2 separate regions of the Callithrix jacchus genome follow, and region 1 is linked to region 2. The links are chromatin contacts, called in public Hi-C maps. All regions are on one chromosome and are shown on one strand. The core of a region is the stretch at or near the end of the contact, and the rest is flanking DNA. Distances in the headings are between cores, read along the strand shown.

What was found. A called contact is a pair of places that touch in the nucleus more often than the background predicts.
Region 1: a contact with region 2 is called in a Hi-C map of skeletal muscle, with 8 times the contacts expected there. The contact joins two enhancer-like sites. A contact is called at or near these places in 2 of 3 Hi-C or Micro-C datasets (induced pluripotent stem cells and skeletal muscle).

The regions. Positions count from the first base shown.
Region 1 is chr12:103,595,664-103,600,450 of calJac240_pri, forward strand. The region is part of intron 1 of RBM20 (RNA binding motif protein 20); the gene reads left to right. Among named protein-coding and RNA genes, the nearest start is that of RBM20, 23 kb to the left of the region's middle. Within about 2 kb of position 1,923, at least 1 of the 16 cell types and tissues checked has an H3K27ac peak or open chromatin away from gene starts, as enhancers often do. A contact at or near this core is called in skeletal muscle, where this site is marked.
Region 2 is chr12:103,539,811-103,544,767 of calJac240_pri, forward strand. No RefSeq gene overlaps it. Among named protein-coding and RNA genes, the nearest start is that of RBM20, 32 kb to the right of the region's middle. Within about 2 kb of position 1,346, at least 1 of the 16 cell types and tissues checked has an H3K27ac peak or open chromatin away from gene starts, as enhancers often do. A contact at or near this core is called in skeletal muscle, where this site is marked.

The DNA of each region.
Region 1 (4,787 bases), core at 673-3,172, 56 kb after region 2:
CGATCTAATGTCTTGCCAGACTTGAGATTTAACTACCAGTTTATAGAAAACACAGGGGACACAGGAACATGTACAAATGATATCGGGCAGATGAAACCAGCTAATCAGAAAATGGGACATACTGCAGGCCTGGTTTCTTTAACAAATTTTAAGAATGAAAATAGCAGGAGGGGTTATCTGTAGGTTAAAAAAGACTTAAAATACTTATCAGCACAACGTGGTATATAATTCTTGTTTGGGTCCTAGCTCAAAACGAATCAACTGTAATATGTATATATACATACATATACATATAATAACCTAAGATATATTTGAATAGTGAGGTTAAAGAATTATTTACTCATGTATTATTTATTTGGCTATTTGAACATTAAAAAGAACACTTATTTGTAATTGTGGTAATGGTATTGTGATTATGTTAAAATACAGAAATTGGCTGGGTGTTGTGGCTCATGCCTGTAATCCAGCACTTTGGGAGGCTGAGATGGGCAGATCACTTGAGTCCAGGAGTTCGAGACCAGCCTGGGCAACATGGCGAAACTGTCTTTACAAAAAATACCAAAAATTAGCCCACAGTGGTGGTGCACACCTGTAGTCCCAGAGACTCGGGAGACTGAGGCCGGGGGATCACCTGAGCCTGGGAGATTGAGACTTCAGTGAGCTCTGATCGTGCCACTGCACTTCAGCCTGGGCGACAGAGTAAGAACCTGTCTCAAAAAAATAAATAAAGAAAGAGAGAAAGGGAGGAAGAGAGAGAGAGAAAGTTGTTATACTCTAGAGCTGTATACTAAAGTATAGATAAAATTTGATACATCTGGTATTAGCTTTGAAATAATGGAAGGGGAGTGGGAGGTTACAAAGTAAACAAGATTGGCCATAGATTGATCATTTTTGAAACTGGGTGGTGACTACACGGAAGTTATTATTCTCTCTACCTTTGTATAATTTGCAAGTTTTCCATAATAAAAAGTTAAAGTACTCAGAACAAACATCTGCTCACCCAGTTGGCCAGTGCTGTTTTCAGATGTCCCTAAATTTGATGTTGGGCTATGGAGCATACAGACCCTTCTTAAAAATCACCTGGGGGCGGGGTGTGGTGGCTCACCCTATAATCTCAGCACTTTGGGAGGCTGAGTCAGGAGGCTCACTTAAGGCCAAGAGTTTGAGCCTGTGCAATATAGCAAGACCCCATATCTACAAAAAGTTAAAAAAAAAATTACCTGGGTGTGGTGGCACGTGCCTCCCAGCTACTCAGGAGACTGAGATAGGAAGATCATTTGAATGCAGGAGTTTGAGGCTGCAGGGAGCTATGACTGCACTACTGCACTCCAGCCTGGGTGACAGAGAGAGCCTGTCTCAGAAAAAAATAAAAAATAAAAATCACCTGGCCAGCAAATAGAAGGCTGAGATCCTGACTCACATCATTCTGACTCCAAAGCCCAGTCTTTCCATCTTATTCTACAGAATTTATGTTCCTCCTGGGGTTCAAACTATTGTAGGATTGTTTAGATTGAGGATTAGAGGGTTTTACAGGCAGCTGTAATATAAACATGGGAAAATGCGGGCAAGGCAGATCAAGAACAAAACTGCCACCAAAACATCAGAGTCGGTCTTCCTTTGAGGGAGGGAAATTTATCCAAGGATACGGCAAGAAAATGGAAATAGACCACATTCCTTCCACTGTGGCCTTATTGGGCCCTTTCTGTTGCCACCATCCTGGGCTTTGGATTGAGAGAGATCTGGGTTAGGGAGCACAGCCTGTCACTTAGGATGTGCGTGGCCTTACTGCCCTGTGCCACAGTTGCTTCAACCAACCTCATTCGGCTGTTGGGAAGATGGCATGAGATTGTCCATACGATGCTTACCACAGTGCTTGGCAAGAGGTAAGGTCTCCCATGTTCATTTAGAAAAGAAGATTGCAGTGCATTCACCAAGATCCTAAGAATCCCAGGGCGGGGCCAGAGCTTATGTGTTTGGGGACATCCTTGTGTCGTGGGCACCCATACTGAGGCCCAGGATATTCTCCAGCACTTTCTTGGAGACCTGGGGCCACCTTGCCTCAACTGGGAAGGATCATTTAGCCTGAACAAGGAGGCTCAGTGGTCTAAGGGTGGCAGTTTTTCTACCTGGCCCCGTTTCATTAGTCATGTGGCTTGATGGGCATGACAGTGGCGAAGATCCTGCCTCGGTGGGTGAATGAAAGGTAAGTAGCTAGATGGCTGGATGCCAACTTAAACTTTTGCCAGCTTTGAGATTGGAAGGAAAAGGTGAACTTGCCTGTTCTTCCCGAAGCAAGCACCACATTTTCTCTCCTTTCTACCTTGTTTGGCTCTCACACCCAGAACCCAGCCCCCTTTTCATCACTAACCTCATAACACACAGGGCTCCATCCTGGTTATGTCGATCTTTTCATGAGCCCTTTAAGAATGACTGGCAAATGCGCTTGTTTGAGTCACTTGGTCACCTGGGAAGTGTCTGGGAGCCATGCCTTGGAGTGCTTCACTGATCACAAAGCCATCCAATGTGGCCTTTGATTCCTGGGCCCCTGGTGTCCTGCTCATTTTACCCCCCATGCATGTGACCTGCCCACTTGCTGGGGCTTGGGTGTGAGTGAGTGGTGCGGGGAAGCTGAGCCAGAGGGAGCCCTGATTTACGAACTGTCCAGATTTAACTGAGGCTACAGCACTTTTATTAATAGAACATGCTGCATTTCCTTTTTATAAAAATATGAAGATCACTGCACTCAGGAAAATGCCTGGTGACTTTCTGTCTTTAGGGCATGTTCATCACCAGCTAAAATTAAAAGTGAAGTCAGGCTCTTCTTGCATCTATTTTTAACTAAGTTTAGCATATGAATGTGAACGTGAAGTCTTTCTTTAGATCCCCCTAACTCAATTACCGACGTCTGCCAAATATCCCGCCTGGAATTCCAGAGCTATGGCTGGGGCTATCTTGGGTGGAGAGGCCGGAAGAGAACTTAGGGACCACCAGCCTGACCCCCTGCTATCTGACTGTGTACGTCTTCACCCATCTCAGCTTCACTTACTCTGGAAGCTTAAGGTGCAGCCAGTAATACTGAAAAAATAAAACAAGGGGAAAACTAACCAGACAAACCAACCTATAGACATTTTGTGATGCGTAAAGTCTCCCCTAATTGGTGCACTTTTCTAGGGGGTTCTAATTTAGAAGCAGCGACTTGGGTTGAAAGGGAGACACTGGATTATAGGGGAGACCTCGTCATTCAGGCAGAAAGTGCGAATGGCCCCCGGCCATACCAAGGGAGACTTGCGACAACAGGTGGAGGGAGGGAGAGGAAAAAAAAGCTGAACAAGTGTCGTTCCTGCCCAGAGAGTTTGCAATGAGTGATGGGAGTGCCAGAGAAACCTTTTAGAAACCCTCTTAAATTCCCTCTTTGAAATCTTTTTTATGTCTGCTCTTTAAGGACTGTGAGGAGAGGGGAGGGTGGAGGCAGAGTTGATCCCAACTCTTAAGATTCTTTGGCCTAATGTTTCACTTGAAGGCAGAAACTGACAAGGTTCTTTTTTGAACTTCTTAGAACAGTTCCCTGTGGATACTTTTTTAGTATAACAGTTAAAAAAAGAAACAACAACCTACCAATCATTTTAAGTCCTGGCCCTTGCTTTGTTTTGTTTGAAAAATGACTTTTAAAATGGTGATTTTTATGGAAAACATATTTACAGTTTGTTAAAGTTGTATCATTTCTCAATATGTATTTAACTTATATCGTCTTGAACCTCTTCAAAGTGTTGTGGTTTTTAAGCAGAGGAAAAACTTCCTTCTATTTTTTGGAACGGCAGCAAAGCCATGATGAAGGATAAGCCGAAGATTCATTTACAATAATGAGTAAATCCACTGACAGTGAGGTTGCTTATGGCTGGAGAACCATAAAGTGTTTCCAGGCTGCATGCTCATGCCTATAATCCCAGCACTTTGGGAGGCCAAGGTGGGCAGATCGTCTGAGGTCAGGAGTTCAAGACCAGCTTGACCAACATGGAGAAACCCCATCTCTATTAAAAATACAAAATTATCCTGGCTTGGTGGTGCACCTGTAATCCCAGCTACTAGGGAGGCTGAGGCAGGAGAATTGCTTAAACCTGGAAGGTGGAAGTTGCAGTGAGCTACGATTGTGCCATTGCACTCCAGCCTGGGCAACAAGAGTGAAACTCCAGAAAAAAAAAAAAAAAAAAGAAAGTGTTTCCAAATAGTCTGAGAGGGAAGCACTGGGAAGGAGTGTGGCAAGTCTCTATGCATGTTGGGGGTAGTGGGGACAGGGTTGTCTTTCTTTTGATGAATGGGAATGATATTTAAACAACCAGCTCCTTCCATGTGTTAATTGGATTTTCTGTTAAAAGCAATAAAAATGAAGTATGATGTGTTTATAGGCCACTGCCATCTATCTGAAAAATCTCTCAGGGGTTTTTGCCTGCCATTCAACAAACCACTTCCATGATTGAATGTGCCTTTCTACAAAACTTTGGATTAAATTCCAACACTTTTAGGCTCAGAAGATTGCTTTCAAATCTGAAAACTCTGCACCTTCACTTGGTTCCAGTACTTTTTAAAAAATGGAGACAGAGTCTTGCTGTGTTGCTCAGATTGCCAGCTCCTGGGCTCAAGCGATCCTCCAGCCTTGGCCTCCTCGTGTTGGGATTACAGGCATGAACTACTGTATCTGGCCTGCTTGTAGTACATTTCAAGGGACTGGCTTTCCCAGCCAAACTGACATTTTTGGATCTGTTCGGTTTGTAAAACGTAGGGATTGGGGT
Region 2 (4,957 bases), core at 96-2,595:
TTAGTAGAGACAGGGGTCTCACTTTGCCCAGGCTAGTCTCAAACTAATGGCCTCAAGTGATCCTTGGCTTCCCAAAGTGTTAGAATTACAGGTGTGAGTCATTGCACCTGGCCCTTTTTTGTTTTAAAATTATATGTAATTAGGTAGAAATTACCTTCTACTTTTGTGTGTAGATTGAGCAACAGTGATAATCCTTGTTTCCTTAGTTTTATATTTTGGAAGAAACAGTTCGTCCTTTTCATTCGGGAAATGGAGTAACAGAATCTATTTGAACTGCCTATTGCCTAGAAATGTCAACAGCTTTTATTTCGGTCACATTAAGTAATTCTTGATAAAGTGGGTTAACATTTCTAGAAGAAATATTACTTTGGCAAGAGCAGATTTTGCAAAACATGTCCTCTTAAAAATGGCTTTCACTTAGGACTTCACAGGATATATTTAGATCCAGAGATAGAAAAGATTTTTTTTTTTTTTTAAATAGAGACGGGGTTTCACCATGTTGGCCAGGCTGGTTTCGAACTTGTGACCTCAGGTGATCCGCCCGACTTGGCCTCCCAAAGTGCTGGGATTACAGGCATGAGCCACCGAGCCTGGCCAAAATTTTTTAGTTTAATACTTTAATTTGAAGCCCAGATTAGTTAGGCGACCCAAATGAATAAATGAGCACGCACAGCTTAATAACCAAAAGAGCCAGAACCAAGTTTTGGCTTTCTTGTATCAGAAGTAGGACAGACTAATACATCAGCTCTTTCTTTCTCCAAGTTAACTATGAAAATGGGAGAGATGTAGTACAGTGTTGACGGATCCTCTACATGACAGAGAGAAACAGATTTCAAGGGTACAGTTCACCATCATCTCTGGTTTTCTTTGCCCTTTGCCTCCCCAGTCCTATTTTCTTTAGACTGCACCTATTTAGGTACACCCTGAGCACTTGTCTCAGTGTCCTAGGGGGACTGGATTACTCCTGGCTGCCAGTCTTCTGCATGAAAGATGCCAGCATTGCTCTATAAATCTGCCACCGTGTGGCACTCACTTTTCCCTTCCTAGAGACAGAGAGTCTCCTGGGTGTAAGAGCCCTTGTGGCAGCCAGTGATTGCACAGGGACATGAGGCATCCTGGCGGTTAGGTTTGCAAGGAGCACATGGATATATTTCCTCTCTCAAGTCCTCACATTGGTTGGTATAAGTCTAGGTTTGAATGTTTTCTCTTATGGATACTGTGTGTTTAGATCAGTGCCTGGAAAGTTGGTTATCAAACTTTAAAGTGTTCAGTAATCACAAATCCTGCTTTAGCTTTATAAATTATGCCTAAAATTATTCAGCAATTAGCAATGATGGCTATAAAGGCTGGAAACATGGAAGTACATACGGGTGAAAAGATCCACCACCATAGAAAATTGAAGGACACGGGTTTAAGGACAAATCATTTGGGACTAAGTTAACAGAGGCAATTAAAGTATAATGTACTAAAGGTCCCTGGCCCTTCTGACGCAGAGGCCTTTGCTAGGAGAGGTCTTCAAACACAGGAATCTATCGTACTAGTTAGATTAGAATTAGAAATGGTGGCTGCAAAGGTAGATAAAGCCAAGGCTTTCTTCAGTCTTGTCTGGGCTGCTACTTTTTCTTCCAGTAACCTAAATCTCCAATTACTTCACTTATTTCCCAGAGCCACTAGAGGGGGCCCTTAACACATGCCAACCCCTCCATTTTTTTGGTCTAGTTTTTCAAACTCTGGTTTCTTAGAGTTCCAGCTGCAAGGAGAGATGGTCAAGGTGTGATATTCTTGAGATTTCTCTGTTGCAAGAGTTTATGAGCTAGTGTTAACTGCTTGCAACAGTTTGGATTGCTGCTTAGGTATGCAGCAGCTGTTTAACAGGATCTTATTTACAAAATGGGTTCTCTACGGGGACAGAATAGGATAGATGTATATGTAAAAGAGTTTATTAAAGTGTATTGACTCACACTATCACAAGGTGAAGTCTCACAATAGGCCGTCTGCAAGCTGAGGCGCAAGGAAACCAGTCTGGGTCTCAAAACCTTAAAAGTAGGGAAGCCAACAGTGCAGCCTTCAGTCTGTGACTGAAGGTCCGAGAGCCCCTGGCAAACCAGTTTGTAAGCCCAAGAGTCCAAAAGCTGAAGAGCTTAGAGTCCAATGTTTGAGGACAGGAAGCATCCAGCACAGGAGAAAGACGAAGGCCAGAAGACTCAGCAAGTCTGCTCTTTCCATCTTCGGCCTGCTTTAGTCTAGCCGCACTAGCAGCTGATTAGATGGTGTCCACCAAGATTGAAGGTGGGTTTGCCTCTCCCAGTCCCCCGACTCAAATGTTAACTTCCCTTGGCAACACCCTCACAGACACACCCAGGAACAATACTTTGCACTCTTCATTCCAATCAAGTTGACATTCAATATCAACCATCATTCAGTCCTGTCTTGCAATAATAGCCCTACTTGTTTCTCCTCAGTTTCTTCCTCTGTGCTTTCTGAATCTTCATATAAATACAAAAGAGATTCTATTATAATTTTTCTCATTCGCTTTTTGTCTCTAACCTGGCATCCCTTAATTGAAACAGCTTCACCTATTATGTTCCTTTTCAGCTTACCTTTTCTAAGTCATCTCCCCAATAAGACAGTCTGAATCAGGGTCTCTTATGATCTCTCTCAGAGTGATGGGAATACTTGCTGACTTTTCTTATTAGAAATCTTTTTTTTTTTTTTTAGATGGAGTTTCACTTTGTTGCCCAGGCTGGAGTGTAAATGGCATGATCTTGGCTCACTGCAACCTCCTCCTCCCGGGTTCAAGCAATTCTCCTGCCTCAGCCTCCCAAGTAGCTGGAATTACAGGCACGGGCCACCATGACTGACTGATTTTGTATTTTTAGTAGAGATGGGGTTTCTCCAAGTTGGTCAGGCTGGTCTCGAACTCCTGACCTCAAGTAATCCGCCCACTTCGGCCTCCCAAAGTGCTGGGGTTATAGGCGTGAGCCACTGTGCCCGACTCTTATTAGAAATCTTATGAGGATCCCTGTAGCCTTGGGATTCTGTGTCTATCATATGGGACCATTAAGTGCTTTAGGATTATTCCAGAAGTCCCATTTCCCTGTGCTTAAGTGTTCATCCCTGTGGTGAGCAGGCATGTAAGAGCCCACACACAGCCCTGCTCCTGTACCTCAGCACAGGGGTCACACAACAGGCTAAATCTCATCCTCCGTGATGCGACATCTGCCTTGACACTGATGGGAATGCTGGCGTGACCACTGAGCATGGCCTTGCGATGGACAGAGCTCATCTCATTTGTGAGATTCAAGTTCTGAGAAACCTCAAAAAAAGAGAAACCACTGAAGCTGTTGTCAAAGAGGTCTTCCCAGTGACCCTTGTCTTTTGTATTTTCTTTTTCTTGTGGGCATGCTCTACGCAGGGGGTCTTTCCATCTAACCTCTGCCCTTGGCTGAGTAAATGAAAAAGGGGGGTTCATTTCAAGTAATTTTTTGTTCCCTTGGGGCAGAAGAATTAGTCTTTCAAAGATAGCTTCTTTTTGTATGTCGATGTAGGCACCTTGTGCATAATAATTACCTACTAGGTACCATCTCTCTTTTATCATCTCTCTTAAGGGCAGTGACTTTGAAGTGGGTGGTGATAACCCCAGTTTGCAGAAGAGGAACTTAGGTTCCTTGAGGGCAGAGTAACTTGTCTAACAATTTCTGTTGGAAAGCAGTGGAACTTGGAGTACTGAATTATCCTATTCCACCAACCTCTCTAGCTGCTGTTTTAAAATTCAAAATAAAGCCAGTGCCAACAATTGTAGACAGACCAGCCACGGGGAAGGGCAAAAATCACCTTTGAACCAGCTGGTTTCAAAGCTGTCTACAAATCTGGGGTGTATTCTTTCCTGCTGTCTCCATCCTCACAGCCTTGGGATGCCATGCCACAAAAGCAGAACGCTTTGTTTTAACAAGATCCTAGGTGATGGAGGCTCTTTCAGATGGTGCCTGAGGAGGAGCTGCAAATTCAAAACCAGGAGCCCCTTCTCGCAGCCTGCATGACCCATGTGCATCTCAGCAGAGGAGGTTGCCGACTGAGTGCCTTTGATTCTGCTATTCTCTAGCAGTTAACTTTCAACTCCTCTCACCTGGCCCAACCCTAGTCTCTACTCCCAGTTTTAAAAAGAAAAAGGCCAGTGGAAGATTGGAAGTGGGAGGATTGGGAAGGGCGGCACGCCGAGCACCACCTGTGCACCATCACTACCTGTGCCTGTTCCTGACCCTCCCGCTTTCCCGCAGGAGCCTGGCCCAGCCCTACTTTATCCCCCTGCTCTGAAGAGGAGGATTGTTCTGTCCCCAAGCACACACCTTTCATTTCTTTTTGTTCTCACATCTAATTAATTGTGTTTCACTTTATATTTTGCAGTGTAAGAGGGTTTTTGTTTTTTGTTTTCTGAGAGGGAGTCTTGCTCTGTCGCCCAGGCTGGAGCACAGTGGCAGTCTCGGCTCACTGCAACCTCCACCTCCTGAGTCAAGTGATTCTCCTTCTTCAGCCTCGCAAGTAGCTGAGATTACAGGCGCTTGCCACCACACCTGGCTAATTTTTGTATTTTAGTAGAGATGGGGTTTCACTACGTAGGTCAAGGTGGTCTCGAACTCCTAACCTCAGATCATCCACCCACCTCAGCCTCCCAAAGTGCTGGGATTATAGGCAGGAGCCACCACGCCCGGCCATAGAGTGTTTATTAAGGAGAAACTTGGGACATTTGAGGTAGGAAGGCATTAGTCTGTTCTTGTGCTGCCATGAAGGGAATACCTACGACTCGAAAATTTATAAAGAAAAGAGATTTAATTGACTCACAGTTCCACATGGCTGGGGAGGGCGCAGGAAACTCACAATCATGGTGAAAAACAGCTCTCCACAGGGTGACAGTAGAGAGCCTGAGCACCCAGGGAAAGTGGAAGCTCCCTATAAAACC